2 separate regions of the Gossypium raimondii genome follow, and region 1 is linked to region 2. Evidence: chromatin contacts called from public Hi-C data. All regions are on one chromosome and are shown on one strand. Each heading gives the region's core, a stretch centred on a gene start, on an enhancer-like site or on the middle of the called end of the contact. The rest is flanking DNA. Distances are from core to core; before and after follow the strand shown.

Region 1 (3,970 bases), core at 594-3,093, 240 kb before region 2:
TATATAAAAATAATATATATAAAAATTAATACGGACAGGCCGAGCCAAGCTCGGATTTAGCATTTTTTATCCAAGTCGAGCTTGGGCAAAATTTTAGACCTATTTTTTGAGTCAAGCTAGGCCAATTTTATAAAATTTTACATATCGCCCGACCCATTATTAGGTCTAGGCACGACTTGCCCAAATAGCTTATTTTATAGTTTAAAAAATAGAAAAAATATTTCTATTTACATTTAATTATTAAAATATATCATATTAATTTTTTTACATTTTTACTATTCCGTTAAAATATGGTACTTATTTTTAAAAAGATTAATATATTATTTGGTACCTAAGCTTCTTTTGCCCACTTTGATATTAGAACTTGATGTTTTTTTCTTAATTTGGTATATAAAATTTCTTTTTGGTCCAATTTAATACATTACAACATGTAAGAATATTCAAACTATCTGAAACAAGAAAAACAGTTCCCCAATGCAACCCCAGCACTAAATTACCTTTGACAGATACACAAGACAATCAAGATCTTCTTCAACAGACAGTATTTATCAACATGGATGATTATCTCTACATTATTTCACAAGCCAAGAAAAGAAACCCAGATTCATTTTCCCCAATTAAACGATCAAAACAACTGATCAGTAAAAATCAAACCCTTTATATTAACAAGCTTTCAGAAAAATGAAATAAAGATCCAAAGGCAACATAATTAAAATGAAATCTAGAGATGTATGTACCTTTGACATGTTAAGACAGGCAGATGCAAAGGTTTTTTTTTTTTTTTAAGACAGAAGTAGATTTATGTAGGAAATGGGGAAGGTTCAATTGTTTTATATAAATATTTGATTGAGTCAGCCCGCCAATGATCCAAGGTAGTTGAAGGGATGAAAATGTTGAACGTTGAATAAGAGAAAATAGTAAGTAAATAAAAAGTTGGAGCCAGAGGATGAACCCCCCTTCTAGATCTTGATACGAAAAATATTAATTTAAAAATATATTATTATATATTTTTTACTTAATAGTTTTTATTTGTAAAATAAACTATTAATATACTAAATAATGTGCTTTTAATTCAAAAAATAATAATACTTTTTGCAAAAATATACGTTTAAAAATTCTAACTACCAAAATGATCTGTTAGTATAATTTTAAAAATTCCAATAAAATCAGTAAAATGATATATAATATATTTTATAAATTATTTTTTAATTTTAATTTTAATTTTATCAATTTTAATAATTTATATTGTAATATCAAATTCTAACAAAAAATTTATTTATTCATCTAAATAAAAGTCGATAAAGGAAAATGAGTATAGTTACGCGTATTATATTTCAAACAATAAAATGAAGGAAAAAAAAAACCCCACACCACTTGGTCATATATTTATAAACATTATCCTTCACATATGTGCAATATTAAATATATTTTATAAATCATGTAATTATAATTACAATAAAGGTTATAAAAATATTAAATAAAATTTATATTTAAAATGGGTTGAAAAAATAGCCTTGTACAAGCTGAATGCTTTGCTCCAACGTGGCGCCGCCCACAAATGAAGGTAACTAGGACAAATGTGTAAGTTAAAAAGAATCATTTTCAGACAAGGAAAATCAAAGTTTCGAGTTTCCGCGGACCTAACTCTAAAAGAGAAAGAATGTTCCTCATCTGAAACCGTGTCTAATCAACAATGGCCGTTAATCATCCATCAAACGAGGGACCTACAAATTTCAACGCCTATGATTAAATAAATTTCCTACAATTCACCGTACTTGATAATCTGTCTCCACGCTTTTTTAAAGTTTGCTTTTGCCATTCTTCTGAAACGGATCCCCACCTCTTTTGTTTCTCCCTTTTCTCTCTTAAAAATTCACAGGGAAAATAAAAGAAAAAAAAAGTTGAAACCCTAAAATTTAAAAAAAGACCTGGTTTTTTTAAATGTAAAAAAAAAACCAGGTCTTATCAACAATTATAATAGTTATTGTGTTATTATTAATTAATATTAATATTAATTAATCACATTTTATATTTAATATGTTTTTAATAATTTCGTTTTAGCTTTCTCCATTTTTTGGTTTCTTCTCTTTGAAGCTTCGTTGAGTCTTGTTCATCTTTCCACAATGAACAACCTTTTAACGGTAACATTTTGCAATTTTCGAATTGTTGCTACTTATTATTTGTTTGCCTGTGTTGGTTTTTGTTTCGATTTAAGTTTTTCTTTATTATTTTTATTGATGAGGATAGCTGCATTTTGTATATTTTATTTGGATCCTGATTAAAAAAAAGAAATTTAATGTTATTGGGAAATGATTGTCAGGAGACTAGTGAGCTCATTTTTCTTATAAGACGAAGGTTAATAGAAATTGCTGTTAATTCAGTAGGAATTGAATCAATTTAGAAGTTTATCAAGCTAATTAATTAGTTAGTCTTAGGTATTGAAAACTAGATCAAAAGAACTTATAACTTAAGCTTGTAAAGGAATGTAATCAGCATTCGTTGAATTTAAAAGGAAAAAAACTAAGCATGAACTTGTGTTATATAATTTTTAAATTTTGTGTGGATAGAAAAATGTTTTTAGGTATAATTAAGATATTTTCAGATGGCTCTCTTTGTAAATTCTTGGTCTGTTTAGAATAAGCAGATGAGCTTGTCTGCTTTGAATTATGCTTTAGTAATTTTTATCTTGGCTTGGTATAAACTAGTTGCACTCGTGCTCTATTTCTTGCAGGAGTCCTGTGAAATCCCTAGAGGTGGATCCCAAGGTAGAGATGTCGAGTTAGGAGCTCCAATGAACTCTGGAGAACTCTGTCTTCAAGAATTCTTTGTAAAGGTGCTATAGACTTCTTGATGTAATAACTATCCTCTGTAAGCTAAGCAGCAATATATTGGATTCGTAACTGCAATTGCAACTTTTCTTCGTGTTCATCTCTTTAGGCGGAATTAAATTTCTTTATGGCATAAGCTATGGCTTGAATCACTGATCTCATACTATGTTTTGTCTTTTCCAGGTTCAAGAGATAGATAAACAATATGAGAAGCTGGATAAGCTACTCAAAATGCTTCAGGTATCTTATTTAATATATTTCCCGATTCCTTGTATGATACCAAAGCTTCAAGATATCTGTCTTCAATATTTTGCTTACTAGTATGAATTTTAGGAATTGTTGGATGTAATTCATCTAAAACTGACTGAAACCTTGAGGATTCCTCAGTTTTTAAGACTGATATGGAAGAAGAGCAAAAATTTTGGCTTGGATCTTTCCTGAGCTTTGACATTACTTAATCTTTCACCCCTTCCTGATTTTAAGGTTTGTTCAGCTTTAGTATTGTTTTTATGATTTTCAAGACTGCAGTGTGAAAGCACTAGCATCCCGCTCTCTCTAGAGCCATAAAACCTATAGTGAAGAAATCTATTTAGGTTGCTAAATTCCAAGTTTTTCCATTTAGTGTTTCATGAATCCAAGGCCAAGATACATACTTGCTGGATGATTTGTGAGTGATGAATCTTGTGAGCGACATCATTGGCTATTGATTAAGATGTTCGGATGCCATTTTCATTCAAATATTTTATGCAGGATGCACATGAGGAATCAAGGACAGTAACTAAGGCTCCTGCCATGAAATGTAAGCAATATTCTGTTTCATGCTTCTCTTACATTCATAGTTCAGTGAAAGTTGCAGGGAAAACAAATGATGAGGTCTGTGCTTGTATCTTTTCATTTATCACTTTGATGTTGAGAATATATAAAATAAAAGCCTATTCTTAATTAACTGAATTTTGGTTACCCTGTTTTGAACTTAAAGCTCATGATGGATGCTATTATCATCTGTAGCTATCAAACAGCGAATGGAGAAAGACATTGATGAAGTTTTAAGAGTTGCTCGATTTATAAAGGGGAAAATTGATGAACTGGATAAAGATGTAAGACTAATTACTGCTTTTATTTTGTTTATTGCTGCCTGCTTG
Region 2 (4,150 bases), core at 246-2,745:
CCTAAAATCTTGGGCATATCAGCAGATGAAATATTCAAATTAGTTTCAATAAAGTTGTTGGATGGTTAGCTAAAATCATGGTTTAATATCTGATTGTGATTTTGCTTCTGAGTTATCCTATTTTTTAGCTAAAGTTGTTGTAGTTTCAGCCTATATAAAGGATGTAAATCAGTGAATAAAAAAGTGTCTTGAGTTCTTATTTTTCATTGAGTCTTTTGTATATAATTCATAAAGTGTTATTGATTGAGTTTCTTTTTGTTCTTTTTTTTACAGCAAATCTAAGCAAACAACTAGATTATCTCATACATTTCCCTAAAGTGTTCAGGGAATTACCTGAGGAGAAGGGAAGATGGTGAAGCCGAGTTTTGACTTCTTTCCATAGTCAACAGATAAGCGCTCCAAAAGCAATGAACCCAAACCAGAACCAGTTCCACCACCAACAGCATTGAATACCAAAAATCCTTGCAGACCAGTACAGTTGTCAGCCAATTTTCTTATTCGGTCAAGGCAAAGATCCACAATCTCCCTACCAACTGCAGCAGGCAACATCAACGAAGAAGTTTAATCCAGTGACCAGATGTAATAAAACTGCTATTTAGGAACAGCAGAAGAGATTGTTGTACCTGTATAATGTCCTCTAGCAAAGTTGTTAGCAGCATCTTCCTTGCCAGAAATAAGCTGCTCTGGATGAAAGAGTTGTCTAAAAGCCCCAGATCTAACTTCATCAATCACAGTGGGCTCTAGATCAACAAATATAGCTCTCGGCACATGCTTGCCGGACCCGGTCTCGCTAAAGAAGGTATTGAAAGCATCATGACAAGCACCCACAGAGGTGTCACTGCAATCAAACACAAAAGAATTTTGTTAGGTTCAAATTAAATGATTGGTGATCCATTTATAGAATTTTGTTAGGCTTTGAAAATTATCTCACTGAAGAATTAGTAGTCACCGACATGCATTGGTTGCTATTGAACTCCTATTATATATTTGAACACTATAAGCAAAGAATTAGGGAAGCTAATGAGGTGAAGACACATGAGCAAGAAGTTTGATCAAATTGTTCATAATCGCTTATTAAAGAACAACAAAACAGTGAAAAAATAAAGCGGAAATCCAATAAGTACATAACAAAATTATGTTGAATTCTATAGCTTTACTTCAATTCATACCAAAACCCCATTTTCATGAAGCATAATTCATTAGAAGAAATTTCTATTTCTACCAGAAGAAAGAAGAAAAGCCAGTTCCAAAACGTACCCAGGCATCATCCCATCAGGTTGAATTCCATGTTCAAGGCAGTAAAGCTCCCAACAAGCATTCCCAACCTGAATTCCAGCTTGCCCAATATGAATGCTGATCACTTCCCTCATCTTTTGCCTTGTTTTCGAAAACCCAAATTTGAAACAATACTTTGTGTTTCTTCAACCCTCTCTTATGAAGGAAAAGTTTGAAGAGGAATGAATGAACGTTAAAAGTAAGAAAAAGATGAAGTGGGGGGGGGGGGGTAATTAAAGGGCGGCAGAGAAAGGGGTTTAGAAGTATATTCAATTGAAGAGTTTGTTGGGGTCCCGCCATTTGTAGCCAACTGTATAATGGAGTTCAACCAGCTCGGCTTCCTTTGTCCCTTCTCTCATGCTCCAACTGTTTGGCCATGCATGCTACCACTCCCTTTCATCCTTATTAATTAAATATCTTCATACATACATATCTATATGAAGTAAAACCCTTTTTACTATCATTTTTTTAAAAAGAGACCTTATCAACAATGAATTTAAAATAATAAAAAAGTCATTTAATCATTAAATAATAATATGTGATAAGTTTATTGAGATGGAGGAGTATTTCTTTTTTTGAATTTTTGTGGATTTTAATTTTTTTTAATAACGGAATAGATTATCATTTGCCATATTTTAGATTAAATTAGTTGAATATGCCGAAAAAATTGGTACCATAGGTCGATTTTTTTAAAAAAATTTAGGGAAATAAATCATTTTTGGAGAGAGAGTGTGAAAGTGCGTCCAGTTGAGTGGAGAAAGTGCACCAGCTGAACGAGGTTTTCTATTGACTTGTTAGGGAAAGTGTGTCTAACTAGACACGCTTTCTTTGTAATTATCAAAAAACGCGTTTAGTATAGGGGTGAGTAAAATTCGATTCGACTCGAAAAAATAAAAAAATTCTAATTTCGAGTTAAACGAATCGAGTTATTCGAGTTATTCGAATCAACTCAATTTTTTTTTTCAAATTTCGAGTTCGAATTGAGTTGAGTTTTTGAATTCGAATAACTCGAATAATTCGAATATCAAACTATAATATTTTATATTTTTACCCCAAACTCCCAAACCTTTTTACTTTTCCCTCAAAAGTTTTACTCCTTCCCACTTTCCTCCCAAAACTTTTACTCCTGTCTCCTCCCAACCCCCCAATCTACCCAAAATTCATTTCCCACCAAAATTATACTCTCCCATTTACTTTTTCTCAAAATTTTACTCCCTCCCACTTTTTCCCTAAAATTTTTATTCCCTTCTCATCCCACCTCTCATCTACCCTAAACCCTCCCCCCTCCAATTTTTTTTTAATATTTTCCCTCCAAAATTTTACTCCCCCTATTTACTTTCTCTCAAACTTTTATTCCCCAAAACCTTTTATTTTCCCCCTAAACTTTTACTTCTCACCATTTACTCTAAAATAAAAAATCAAAATTATCCAAAAAAAACCACTAAACATAAATAGTAATAATTTTATTTATATCTACTATTTATATTATTAAATTAAATTTCACATTTTATATTATTTATATTATTGAATTGTTTAGTCATATTGAATATTTATATTAAAATTGAATTATTAATTATGCCATAAAATATTTGTGTTAAAATTTTATATTGGTATCAATTTCACATTTTATTTTTAAAATAACTTTTATTAAAAATCATATTTTTACATTTAATATATTTTTAATTCCAAAATACATAGTGACAAGAATCTGAAGATAATTGAAACAACTAAGCAAGCAAAGAAGCTAACTAGTATATAAAAAATTAATAAATAAATTATGAGGTGATGAAAGTTAATAAAAAAAATTGATTAAGGTGGATAAATTTTATTACGATGGGTGACAGTGGTTACAAGGACCCAAAATTATTTTTTAAAATTTAACTCGAACAAATATATTCGATTCGATTCGAATTCCATCTCACTAGACTCGATTCGAGAAAACTTCAAATAAAGTTAGGATGATAAAATGAGATTCGAAAACTTGATTAACTTAAAAATTTTCGATTCGATCGAATGCTCACCCCTAGTTTAGTATGCTTTCCCTAATGTGTCAGCATGAACGCTTGTCCAGCTTAACACACTTTTATACACTCTTTAAAAAAAACGACATATTTCTCTAAATTTAAAAAAGAGCAACCTATTTTACCAATAATTTTTTTAGTATATTTGACTAATTTAAACCATATTTTAGACTTATCATTTATCATATCAACAAAAATTAACGATCAAGTTAATTGATAATGACTTCTGTTAATTTTTTAAATTAATTTAATTTTAACCCCAATTAATACAAATGAATTCCATCTGTTTAAATTTTTAGTGTTTTTTAAAAAAATTTTTACTAAAAGCCTTTTGATCTTTTAGCCCAAAAATAAAGTAAAAGAGTTTCAAAATCTCAACTTAAAGTGGCTTATATAATGAATTAATGTTCACTAATAAGATAATTATTAAGTTATTTAATTTCACAAATGTTAAGAAATTATCTCCCATCTTTAATTAGTATTTAAAATATTAAATAAATAAGATACATAACGATTTTTCTTTATCTACCTTATAAAATCAAAAAATTCCAATACAATTTATCAAATAAAAATCATTAATTTTTTATTTTTATATTAAAAAACTACATATGTATAATAAAATTTAAATTTAAAATCTTATTACATTTATAAATTTAATTTGACCATTTCAAATATACTTTTTATGAATCGAGTTGTCACATTTGACGTTACATCTTGAAAGCTTGGCTTTTGGCTCATACACCTCGGGATTTTTGTAAACCTCCAAAATTTCGTATCTTCCATTATTAGGTTTACATTAATTAGTCAAAATTTTTGATATCGTATCCATCATCAAATCAATTAGATTATTGGTT

Evidence for each region. Hi-C and Micro-C count contacts between places; a contact is called where the count stands out from the background.
Region 1: a contact with region 2 is called in a Hi-C map of leaf, with 2.4 times the contacts expected there. The contact joins the promoter of LOC105804450 here to the promoter of LOC105804456 in region 2. A contact is called at or near these places in 2 of 2 Hi-C or Micro-C datasets (both in leaf).

The regions. Positions count from the first base shown.
Region 1 is chr11:16,417,722-16,421,691 of ASM2569854v1, reverse strand. LOC105804450 (syntaxin-132) reads left to right here and starts at 1,843. Exons shown (of 13, transcript XM_012637081.2): 1 at 1,843-2,141; 2 at 2,732-2,833; 3 at 3,012-3,068; 4 at 3,579-3,627; 5 at 3,837-3,925. The coding sequence starts at 2,124.
Region 2 is chr11:16,179,057-16,183,206 of ASM2569854v1, reverse strand. It overlaps LOC105804456 (tubulin alpha-5 chain), which reads right to left and starts at 1,495. Exons shown (of 5, transcript XM_012637097.2): 1 at 1,258-1,495; 2 at 624-838; 3 at 334-533. The coding sequence starts at 1,370.